Regions from separate parts of the Mus musculus genome. Here all the other regions are linked to region 3. A link is a contact called in public Hi-C and promoter capture Hi-C data. All regions are on one chromosome and are shown on one strand. Each heading gives the region's core, a stretch centred on a gene start, on an enhancer-like site or on the middle of the called end of the contact. The rest is flanking DNA. Distances are from core to core; before and after follow the strand shown.

What was found. Promoter capture Hi-C pulls out the DNA fragments that hold promoters and counts their contacts. A called contact is a pair of places that touch in the nucleus more often than the background predicts.
Region 1: a contact with region 3 is called in a promoter capture Hi-C map of pre-B cells, with 5 times the contacts expected there. The contact joins the enhancer-like site here to the promoter of Esr1 in region 3. A contact is called at or near these places in 2 of 39 promoter capture datasets (the 3T3-L1 cell line and pre-B cells), 5 of 484 Hi-C or Micro-C datasets (adipose-derived mesenchymal stem cells, muscle stem cells, pre-B cells and 1 more) and 1 of 9 other capture datasets (adipose tissue).
Region 2: a Hi-C map of muscle stem cells shows a contact between it and region 3, with 4 times the contacts expected there. The contact joins the enhancer-like site here to the promoter of Esr1 in region 3. A contact is called at or near these places in 4 of 484 Hi-C or Micro-C datasets (CD8 T cells, Sertoli cells, muscle stem cells and 1 more) and 2 of 9 other capture datasets (adipose tissue and liver).

Annotation. Positions count from the first base shown.
Region 1 is chr10:4,774,288-4,777,803 of GRCm38.p6, reverse strand. The region is part of intron 3 of Esr1 (estrogen receptor 1 (alpha)); the gene reads right to left. Among named protein-coding and RNA genes, the nearest start is that of Esr1, 66 kb to the right of the region's middle. Within about 2 kb of position 2,148, at least 51 of the 459 cell types and tissues checked have an H3K27ac peak or open chromatin away from gene starts, as enhancers often do. A contact at or near this core is called in adipose tissue, muscle stem cells, pre-B cells and 1 more, where this site is marked.
Region 2 is chr10:4,596,971-4,600,462 of GRCm38.p6, reverse strand. No RefSeq gene overlaps it. Among named protein-coding and RNA genes, the nearest start is that of Esr1, 110 kb to the left of the region's middle. Within about 2 kb of position 2,017, at least 18 of the 459 cell types and tissues checked have an H3K27ac peak or open chromatin away from gene starts, as enhancers often do. A contact at or near this core is called in Sertoli cells and muscle stem cells, where this site is marked.
Region 3 is chr10:4,708,794-4,712,103 of GRCm38.p6, reverse strand. It overlaps Esr1 (estrogen receptor 1 (alpha)), which reads right to left and starts at 1,946. Exons shown (of 9, transcript NM_001302531.1): 1 at 1,810-1,946.

The sequences.
Region 1 (3,516 bases), core at 899-3,398, 65 kb before region 3:
TCAGCAAGTCAGCAAGCAGCATTCCTCCCTGGTTTCTGCTTCGAATTACTGCTTGAGTCCCTGCCCTGCCATCTCTTACTGATGCAACCCATTAGATAAAATAAATCCTTTACTGCCCTTAGTTGCTTTTGTTCAGTGTTTTATCACAGCAACTGAGATAAATCTAAAACAATGCCCTAGGCTCTATCATACTTATACATACACATACACACACATATACATATGATTGAAAGCAGGAATACAAACAGATATGTGTATGTGTATGTCCACAGACAAGGCAATGTTACTCATAACAGACAAAAGTCAGAGAAAACTCAGGGTCTACTGACTTAAATAAATACACATAAGGTGGTATATAAATGTAATAGAATTAACATTATGCTTTTAAAAACATTGAAATTCTAATGTATACTATGGCATGGTTGGATCTGGAAAACATAATGCTGAGTGAGAGAAGTCAGACACAAACGATAAAAGTGACCCTGTGTACATGAAGTACCTAAAGTAGTCACACTCACAGAGACACACCATGGTGAAAGAATCCTCAGAGAAGTGAGGGAGTTATTGGTTAAAAGGCACAGTTTCAATCTTCTCATACAATTTTTGCTCATACAACATAAATGAACCTAAATCCTAAATGAACCTAAATCCTAAATGAACCTAAATCCACTTTCAATGGCTGAACTAGTACATTTTTGTTGTGTATGGTTTTTGTAAAACAAACTTGGAGCTGTCCTAAGTATCGATGTGAGAAAGCAGAAAGATGAATCAAGGTTGGATTGATTGATCCTATTCTGATTCAGTTCTATGTGACAATCTCTGTGGCCAAGGACTGACTAACTAGCAGCATACGCCATGGGCTTCTCATAAACTAGCAATGTGCTTGGTGGGTTCAGCTCTGTGTCTCATCTCAATATCACAAACAATGAGCTGGGTTGCTCCAATTACAGAGTCATAACTTGAGACGCCAGGGATCTGACTAACTTGTTCAAGGTCTCTTGGCTGATAGATGGTAGAACCATCATTAAAATGCAGATCTGTCTCATTCGTGGGTCTTTGGGTTTTTCTTTAATTTTTTTTTCTTTTTAGAATACTGCCATGATTGGCTAAGAAGAAAGAACTCAATATTAACTCAGAACACTTAAGCATTAAATTATGCTTATAATAATAATGTAACAGCTAAATAAATCACTTTATCTTTGAAAAGCATTTCAGAATCAGCAATGTAATCATCTCCAGACCAATTCTGAACTCTGTCGTTGCCACCAAACAGGAAAGATAAACCACACGAAAGATTACATTTATCTGTGCGTCAGGACATGTATTTTTTTATTCTAGAAAAACCTCTTCAACATATTCTGTCACAAGTTCCAGATGGAAAGAAAAACTAGAAAGCAAATTTTTGAGGAAATTAAACAAAAACTTTAAGCCCTTTGAAAGAATAACTGTAGCCGTGTGTTTGTAAATAAATTTCCACTCAGATATTAAAATGAATACTTTCTGATTCACAGCCAGTGCAATGAGCCAAACCAAATGAAATAAAATTTGGCTGCCTCAGTGCACACATTCCTAAAAGTCCAGTGAGGACATTCAGTGGGCCCTGATTTGAACTATTTCACAACCACATCTGTACGTAGCAGCATGCACAAAAAGAAAAAAGAGAGAGAGAGAGAGAGAGAGAAAGAAAAAGAAAAAGAAATCCAGGATGCTTAATCATGCATCCCAAATTCTATTTTCACACGAGTTCTTTTTAATTAATTTTACCAGAAGCAACACCCACCTATAAATTGCATTTTGCTTTTATTTTTTAAATGAACCAGAAAGTATTACTAATATCCAATTATATTCCCCAAAGATGTTTTGAAAGAAGGAATTCTAGGAAAGACAACAGCCCTGGAAAGTCTCCTTTTCTTCATAAAAAGTGAAGTCAGAAGAAATTCTCTCTGTCCTTATAAGACCCCAATTGACTGAACATGTTGACGTGATACCTTTGGGTCCAGTCTCTGTAGCCCATCTGCAAAGCCACAGTTGTTTCAAGCACCTGGCACAGAATCAAGCCAACAGCTGCGACAAAGCATGATGGGATCAGTGACCACCACCTCACCACAGTACCCTGGAGACAATGAGTCGCTTTCAACAATGCATCTCCTAGCTCTACACACAAGGAAATGCTAGTGTGCAGTCCAGAATAGGACCTTCTGAAATGGCTCCTCCTGCTCCTATAATATCCAGCACAGGGTTTTGAACACCCTGAGAACATGGTGCCTTGCCCCAAGACCAGATTTTAGAAGGTCTGAAGGACTGGGTAGGGGGATGAACAAAGAAAAAGATGAGTGTTAGATAAGATTGAAACAAAGGAGGAGATGGTGTAACCATCGGGGTGACTAATTCAAAGGCAGGCAGCATTCCCCAAATGTCCTGGCCTTCCTTCTTTGTACTTTTTGCTTCCAGAAAGTTCTCCAAGCTTTCTTACCACATCAACTCCTTTAAAGATAAAACCCTGATGGCCAGAACTGGTAGAAAGAATTTCAAAGTATTCTCTTCCTGAGAGAGAAGGAAGAGAAAATGTTCTTGCAATCTAAGAGACAGGATAAAACCCAGAGACCCTGAGCAGGTTCTGCCACGTGGTCTGGTTCCACACAGTCAAAGATAAGCTTGTGCTCCAGCTCAGGGTCATTTTAATGCTTTAGGGAGAGAGGAAAAGATTGTTGGCTGAGATCAGATTAGTGCAGAGTATGGAGATATGGAGGTCCTTCAAACTGCTGGGACCCTTTAAAAAAAATGGATTCCTGATTTACTAAGTGCTAACTAAGAATTTCACCGATCTTTGAGAGTCTCGCCGAAATTCTATTGTAGGCACAACTCTGCATAGACATTCCAATGAAAAGGAAGGACAGGAAAGTCGGGCATTTAAGATTCCACAAATAGGGACTTCTTTAGCACATCTGTAGCAATGGTGCAGGCATTACTGATTTTCTTCACTTGACTGCGACCTCTTCAAAAATAAGGAGACCGGCTAATCTACTTTTTCAACCTCAACAATTGTGTCTGACTATTGGAGTAAATCAATTTGTCCATTTTTCTTTCTTTAACACTTAGCACAATAGCCTCAAGATTACCCCATGCTCTTGTGGATGGAAAAAAACCCCTCCTTTTTAATAAATAATACTTCAATTCTACAAGTAATTTCAAGAGAGTAAAGAAGAAAAAGAAATAACAGGTGTGGTCAACACGTGCAAAGTTTTTGTTCATCTTGTGGCCACTGGAGAGTTAAAGGATGCATAAAGAAACATGGGTTGATTGGCCTGTGAATTTCAGCCAGGGTGGTGTGCAGAGTCCTCAAGCCTAGAGACAATTTCTGTGAGGTATGTCGTGGTGGCCCAGAAGCCTGGTAAAGAGTAAACGTGATGGTCACCCAGGAAACACAGGCTTGTCGTTGGAACATACCCTCCTGGGCATCCAGACCACCCAAGAAGACTTTTTGAGACTGACAAAAAGTTCATTCTTCATCAAACA
Region 2 (3,492 bases), core at 768-3,267, 110 kb after region 3:
TCTACCATTGCTAAAAACCTGTTCCATTGCATCCCATTCATACGCAATCAAAGCCGACCACAACATCACTGGCGCCTCATATGGCCATTTCCACATACTTACTTCCTGCCTTTTCTATTACGTTTGTTCTAGCTTATTCTTCTCGTTTTTTAACCTATTCAATAGTACAACTCAAGAGAATGTGTGAATTTTCCTTAGTCAAAAACAGCTAACTCCTAAGAATCAGTTCGGGCCCTTGAGAAAATAAAGCTGAGACAACTCGAGATTCCGGATTCACCCCAAACCCTCCTCCCTCTGAAGACTGTGTTAAAGAAATTATACCAGGTTTGCAGCACAAATCTATTATTGTCAATATGGACAAAGAGGCGAATAAACAAACCAAAGAGAAAAAAGAAAGGAAGGAAGGAAGGAAGGAAGGAAGCAAAAGAAAGAGTGAGCCATGTTCATTTCAAGCCACTGAGAAACACAGGCCAAAAGAAAAATAAAATCAGTCAACCTTTGCCAAGTCAGAAAGAACAAACCAGCAGGGCCTAGTGTTCTGTATTCGGCTTTTAAAGGGTATTTCAAACAATAGAGAACAAACACTGCGTAATCACACCAAAGGTTTACAAACAGCACAGCTGACTAATGCAACAAAGTCAGCCAACCAGTGGCTGTCCCTACAGAAACGCCACACCCTGTGCTGCACCTGTGACATGCCCTGCCACTGCTGGCACCAATTCAGGGAGCCTCTCCTGGCAGAGAAATATTCCTGTCTCCTGGCTAGTTCTCATCCTCATGTGGGAGACAGTCTTGAGACCTTGTAAGAAAGTACGAGAATTCCCACTTTCCAGGAAGGGAAATCAAGGCAGGAAGAGATTAATCCCTCTGTTAAGGAAGCAGAGGTTAAAATGTCTGGGTCTCCAGGAATACTAGGGACCAGCTGGATTCGTGGTATCATGGAAACCAAATGCTCCCCTCAAGAGACTCGGGGTTCGGAATTGCTTGTTCTGAAGCCTAGCTCGGACATCTCTTCTTTTGCAGAACTCTTCCCTGCTCTCTGCCTTTGGTTTTTCTTTCCTCATACTCTACACTCATTTCCAGGTTGTCTACAAAAAAAATCGAACATGGTTATAATTAGCCCCAGGGAAGTAGCCAAAAGCCTCTTTCTTCTCCTAGGAGTTGGGGGCATCCATGTGCCTTGAGGTAAACGACCATCTGCTAGGATTTGAGGATGTTCTTGATTACAGTCTCTCTAGTAATTTACATGAGTAGAGAGGGAAGATGGGGAGGGCTGCAAACCGGAGCTCTCCAGAACGCCTTCCCATGAGGGATGCTAAATTCAACGTGTGAGGGTGCCAAGTCAGGGGAGAGGAGGCTGCCCGTGTGTTGGCTCAGCTCATTAGCACGGTTTGAAGATACTTATGATGAGACCGCACGGGGCGCACGCTGTGTTGCCAGTAAGTAAACCGGAGCTAGAAGCTACACGTCTTAAGTGCTTGTGAAAAATCTTCCAGAAGATGGACTATGTCACCAGACCCTGATCCTCATCCAAGTGGTCCAAGTGTTCTCAATTTGGGTCAGTATTTGTTAATGGGAACGAGAGCCTCCTTAGCAAATCCTGGTCAAGAGAGATGGGTGGGTGGGCTTCCTCCAGTCTCAGTTCATTTGCAGCCACTGCCCTTAGAAGATCCAGCAGGATTGAAAGGTACAAAGGGAACGTTAGTGAAGTAGGGTCCGGCCATTTCTTTCTCTACTTTTATTTTAACCAGGCTCTTTGAGTACCTCCACATCTGTGTACTGTGTACTGTGTACTGTGTAGTCTGTACTTCTGTGTACTGTGTACTGTGTATTGTGCAGTCCTTCATCTCCTGCTCCCGGTACCTTCAGTCGTCTCTGGTGTTTCTTTCTTCCCTCCCTTCTCAGCTACAATTGAAGCCCTGATTCCTCTTCCTAAGTTATCGCCTCTCCACAGACACCGTGAAATCCAAGGACAGATGCTGGCCTTCCATTCCATAGACCTCGGTTGGCTCTCTGCTGCCCCCATCTGGTCCATACAAGAATTTCCTGTTGTGATCTTACCCTTTAAAATTTAGAGTCTGGATTTCTTTTGTTGTTGTTGTTTTTGGTGGTTTTTTTTTTTTTTTTTTTTTTTTTTTTTTTTTTTTTTTTTTCGAGACAGGGTTTCTCTGTATAGCCCTTTGAAAATCAGGCTGGCCTCGAACTCAGAAATCCGCCTGCCTCTGCCTCCCGAGTGCTGGGATTAAAGGCATGTGCCACCACCGCCCGGCTTAAGAGTCTGGATTTCTGAAGGCAATTTGAATGTTGCTAATTACTTCTCACTATAACTTTACTTAACTTACGGACCCCAAACTATTCTTTTTTTTTTTTTTTTTTTTTTTTTTTTTGAGACAGGGTTTCTCTGTATAGCTCTGGCTGTCCTGGAACTCACTCTGTAGACCAGGCTGGCCTCGAACTCAGAAATCCGCCTGCCTCTGCCTCCCGAGTGCTGGGATTAAAGGCGTGCGCCACCATGCCCGGCCCCCAAACTATTCTTAATGTATAATGACAAATTATACTACAAAGTTATGAGCTATATCAGGAAGCACCTTGTGGTTTTGTTCTGTTTTGTTTTGTTTTTAATAAGTGGAAAACAGTGGTATTCTAAGAATTTTTTTAAATCCTATAGGCTTTTTCAAATCACTAGAACATTAGAATCATTGGTACGCTTATCCTAGAGTCATAACATTCATATTTTCCTCTCGTTCTACTTCAAATACCCAATGGTGGTAATAAGACAGTTAGGGATGGATAACAGGGGAGAAGGAGGAAGACAGAAATTATCTGGAACTCCCCAGACACTTAGCAAACGTCTTAGAACACATCCCAGCATCTTAACCACAGCCCTAGCCATATAACCATTTGTTTTTGTTACTGTTCTATTGCCGTGACCAAGACAACTTATAACAGAAAGCATTTAATTGTGGGCTTGCTTACAGTTTCAGAGGGTGAGTCTACGGCCATCATGGCAGGGAGCATGGCAGCAGGCAGGCAGACATGGCCCTGGGGCAGTATCTGAGAGATCATATCTTAGCCACAAGACAGAAGCAACAGGAAGAGAAGACTGGGCCTGGCTTGTGCTTTTGAAACCTCAAAAGCCACCACACACACACACACACACACACACACACACACACACACACACGCACTCCGACACTCCTCCTCCAACAAAGCCACTCTTCCTGGCCCTTCCTAAACAGTCCTGGGAAACAGACCTTCGAATATAAGAGCGTGTGGGGTTCATCCATATCCAAGCCATCACATTCTACTCCCTGACCCCCAACAGGCTTATGGCCACATCATAATGCAAAGTGCCTCCCGTCCAGCATCAAAAGCTTCAATAGTTTTTCAAAGTCTCCACACTGTTTAAAAGTCCAAAGTCTCCTCTGTGACCCAAAGCTATCCTCTTCACTGTAAATATCTGTAAAACTAAAATGTGAATTCCATTCTTCC
Region 3 (3,310 bases), core at 697-3,196:
AGCCACTGGCCAGGGGCTGCAGCTTCCAGGCACTACTGGGAACATCACACTGTGCGTGCACCCAAGGAACCGCTAGCTTCCTTGAACTTAACTTTCCAGGTCTTCGCTGCTGGATTTCGCTGCAGGGGGTGAAAGCAGCAAAGGGACCTCCAGGAGCCGCGCCCCTACCACTCCCCCCATCCCAAGGAAGACTAGGTTTGCAACAAATGCAGACTAAGCCACAGGCCATTTTCTTTCTTTCTTTCTTCTTTTCTTTTTTTCTTTCTTTCTTTCTTTTCCTGATGTGTTGCCTGTGTGCCTCTGCCAAGCTCCAATCTGTCTCTGTTTTGTCTTCCTTTCTATTTGATTCAGTCTTCTTGTTGGCTGGAAGTACGCAGTGTATGCATAGAATGACCCTGGAGGGACGGTAACTGTATCTGTAACTGAGATATGGCAAATAGGATGGGGTGTGTGATTGCATATGCAGCCAGCCACCGACAGCTATATTTAGCACCAGTGGACACAGATAGGAGGCATCTAGGGCCAGACGAGTGGAGATGGACTATGTATAGGAAGAGCTGCACTTGGAGTCAAGAGAAAACTGCCAGCCTTCAGCTTCCTCTTCTGACAAAAAAATAAAAATAATAATTTTTTTAAAACGCTCCCCAAGAAAGCACAGCCATGGCAATTTTGCCCAGCCTAGCTTTTCTGTTTTTGTTGGACCCCGGTGCCAAATTTGCTTCCTTTAGAAATTCTCATGTGGATATGATTCAGAAAAACCTTCGGTTAGGCACACTTGGGTGTCCCTACCTTCCACAGGTTATGCAACCAAAAATTGGGAAAACCATGCAAGGACTAAGACATTTTCCCATAAAATATCACCTGAGGTCCTTGACTAAAGCTCTGGCGATCCGGTAACCTTGTCTGTCTAACCAGAAACTTTTGAAAGGCTCTCCTACCTTTCAGCTCTTGAATTCTACAAATGGACCTTCTGGGTTCCCTTGGCATAGGGTACACAGGAATCTAATACTCGAATGACAGAGAAGTTAAAATAAGTTTTTTATTCAGTATTGAATTAAATTCTGATTGAGCTCACACACACCTGTTATTGCAAATTTAGAAAAAAATTGCAGCTTGGATAGTTTGTACTTTCTTAATAAACTGCATATGCCCCAACCTAATATCCCCTAAAATAACCATTAGCATATGACTTGAATTGCTAGCCCATATACCCAGGAGAAGTACCTGACACATGCAAATGTCAAGGTTGCTGTTACTAATAGTAACACTTTAAAAATATTTTCTACTAAGCACACTATTTATCTAATTCTTAGAAAAACAGATAATTTTGGATAAACCACAGCTAAGCTGGCTTAAATCTAAAGACAAAGATGAGTTTTAGCACCCATAAGTATCATTGACAGCAAAGGAAGGGTTAAAAATACATTAGGTGAATCGCAGATATTTCTCTTTATGGCCAGCAACCATGACTTTCTAGAGCAATTTTTTCGTAGATGATTTAGTTCCCATAAATCACACTTTCAATTTTCAAATGCCTTTTAAAAAACACATGCAAAAGCAAGCACTTCAGATGAGACTCTTTAAAAATCTGAGCCTGCCAAATTATATATAAATGGCACAGAGAATCCTACAAGTCCGGAAAGCGGGAAAAAAAAAAAAAAAAGCCGCACAGATTTCCCCCCATAGAAAAACAGCACAGCTTCCTTCTCCAGCTAGGAGACAGACACTAAGCAGAAAGGTAAGTTGCTTTCTCAAATCGCTCAAGCTACAGAGAGAGAAAGAGAGAGAGAAATCAAAAGCCGATCCTACCCTGCTGGTTCAAGAGCGTCTTTCCAGAAATGTTCCATGGGTTTGTAGAAGTCAAGGGCTGAGACAGTAAGACGGAAGGAAGGAATGTGCTCGAATGATCGAGTGGCGCGGTGTGTGATCAAGGCAGAGCGTGTGTGGATGTGTTTGTATGTGGAGTGGCAGGGACTCTCGGGAAGCAGCCAGTAGGCAGGGCACTTGGCAGCCCCTCCCGGCAGACAAGGCAGCTGGGCTCCTGCACGAGCTGGATGAATGGCAGCGGGAGTCCGGGAGCCTTGCTGTCTGCTGAGGGACAGCAGTAGCCCCGCTAGAATCAGCATTCCTAGAAGAAACTCCAGCCCCCTTTGCTCCCTACCTGTAGAGCCAGAAATGTCCCGGTGCTTTCTATGGAGAGGGAAACTGAGATGGCTGTGAACCACAGGCTCACAGATAAACTAGAATGCCAGTCAAAGTGTGCAGAGATCAAGTTTATAAACTATGCCAGGATATCTTCTTCCTAAACGATGTCATTTAACAAGAAAAGCCTTCTGGGATACATATGAGTCAAGCCCTCTAGCCCTACTGTTCCCCTGAATAAGATGCTCAGTGACAATGCTACCAATAACATACAAAAGTCAGACTTCGCAATAAATATTTTTGGCATTCCAGGGATATGTTTCCAACTGAAATGCAAGACTCCCTCACTTCATTAGTCAAACCTACCAGCCTCTCTACCAATAGCCTACTGACTACTGTCTGTAAACACATCCCAGAAGAGGCATTATTTTAATCGTAAAGTTGGAACCATAAAATAGCTTTGCGTTAAAGCGATTACACGTTCACAGCTGTAGTTACCAGCATTGGTTGCAGACAGAGATCTTGTACCTCCAGTGCTGTCCCATGGATACACCTGGTTCTCAGTGCTTCTCTCCACCACAGTACAACACAGATTAACAAGGTACTCTGACTGTGTCCTCACCCTGGGTCCCAGGACACAGGAGGCCTAAAGGAGCCTTTGTTGTTTAGTAACTACTTTAGGTATTAAGTGACTCTAATCACAACGCCAGGAGTGGCCGGTCTCCAGCCCTAGGACCCTAGGCAGTTACCAAGAGATATATGAGTGGCACTTGGGCCAGTACAAAGAAAGAAATAGAAAGAAAATACTAATGATATCATGCTGCAACTATACGTTTTTGTGCTTGGAAAGACTCAAGGTCATTATATCGGGACTTAGACAAGTTCCCTCAACAATCAGCAATGACCATAAATATCTAATATATAAATAAGTATCGAGAAGTTGCGGTGTGAGTAATGAAGCATTTGCCTAGCATATGGGGAGTCATGGGTTTGAGATCTAGCACTGTATAGATGAACAAACAAATAAATAAATATTGGGGGAAAAAAGATTGCTAACCCTTTGTTGGTAATAGTGTTGACTCCTGATGACAGGGGCCCCTCCTGTAGGTCAACAATGATGTCACACTCATCAAGCCAGTCCAACTAAACTGTGTAACAAAAGAAGGAG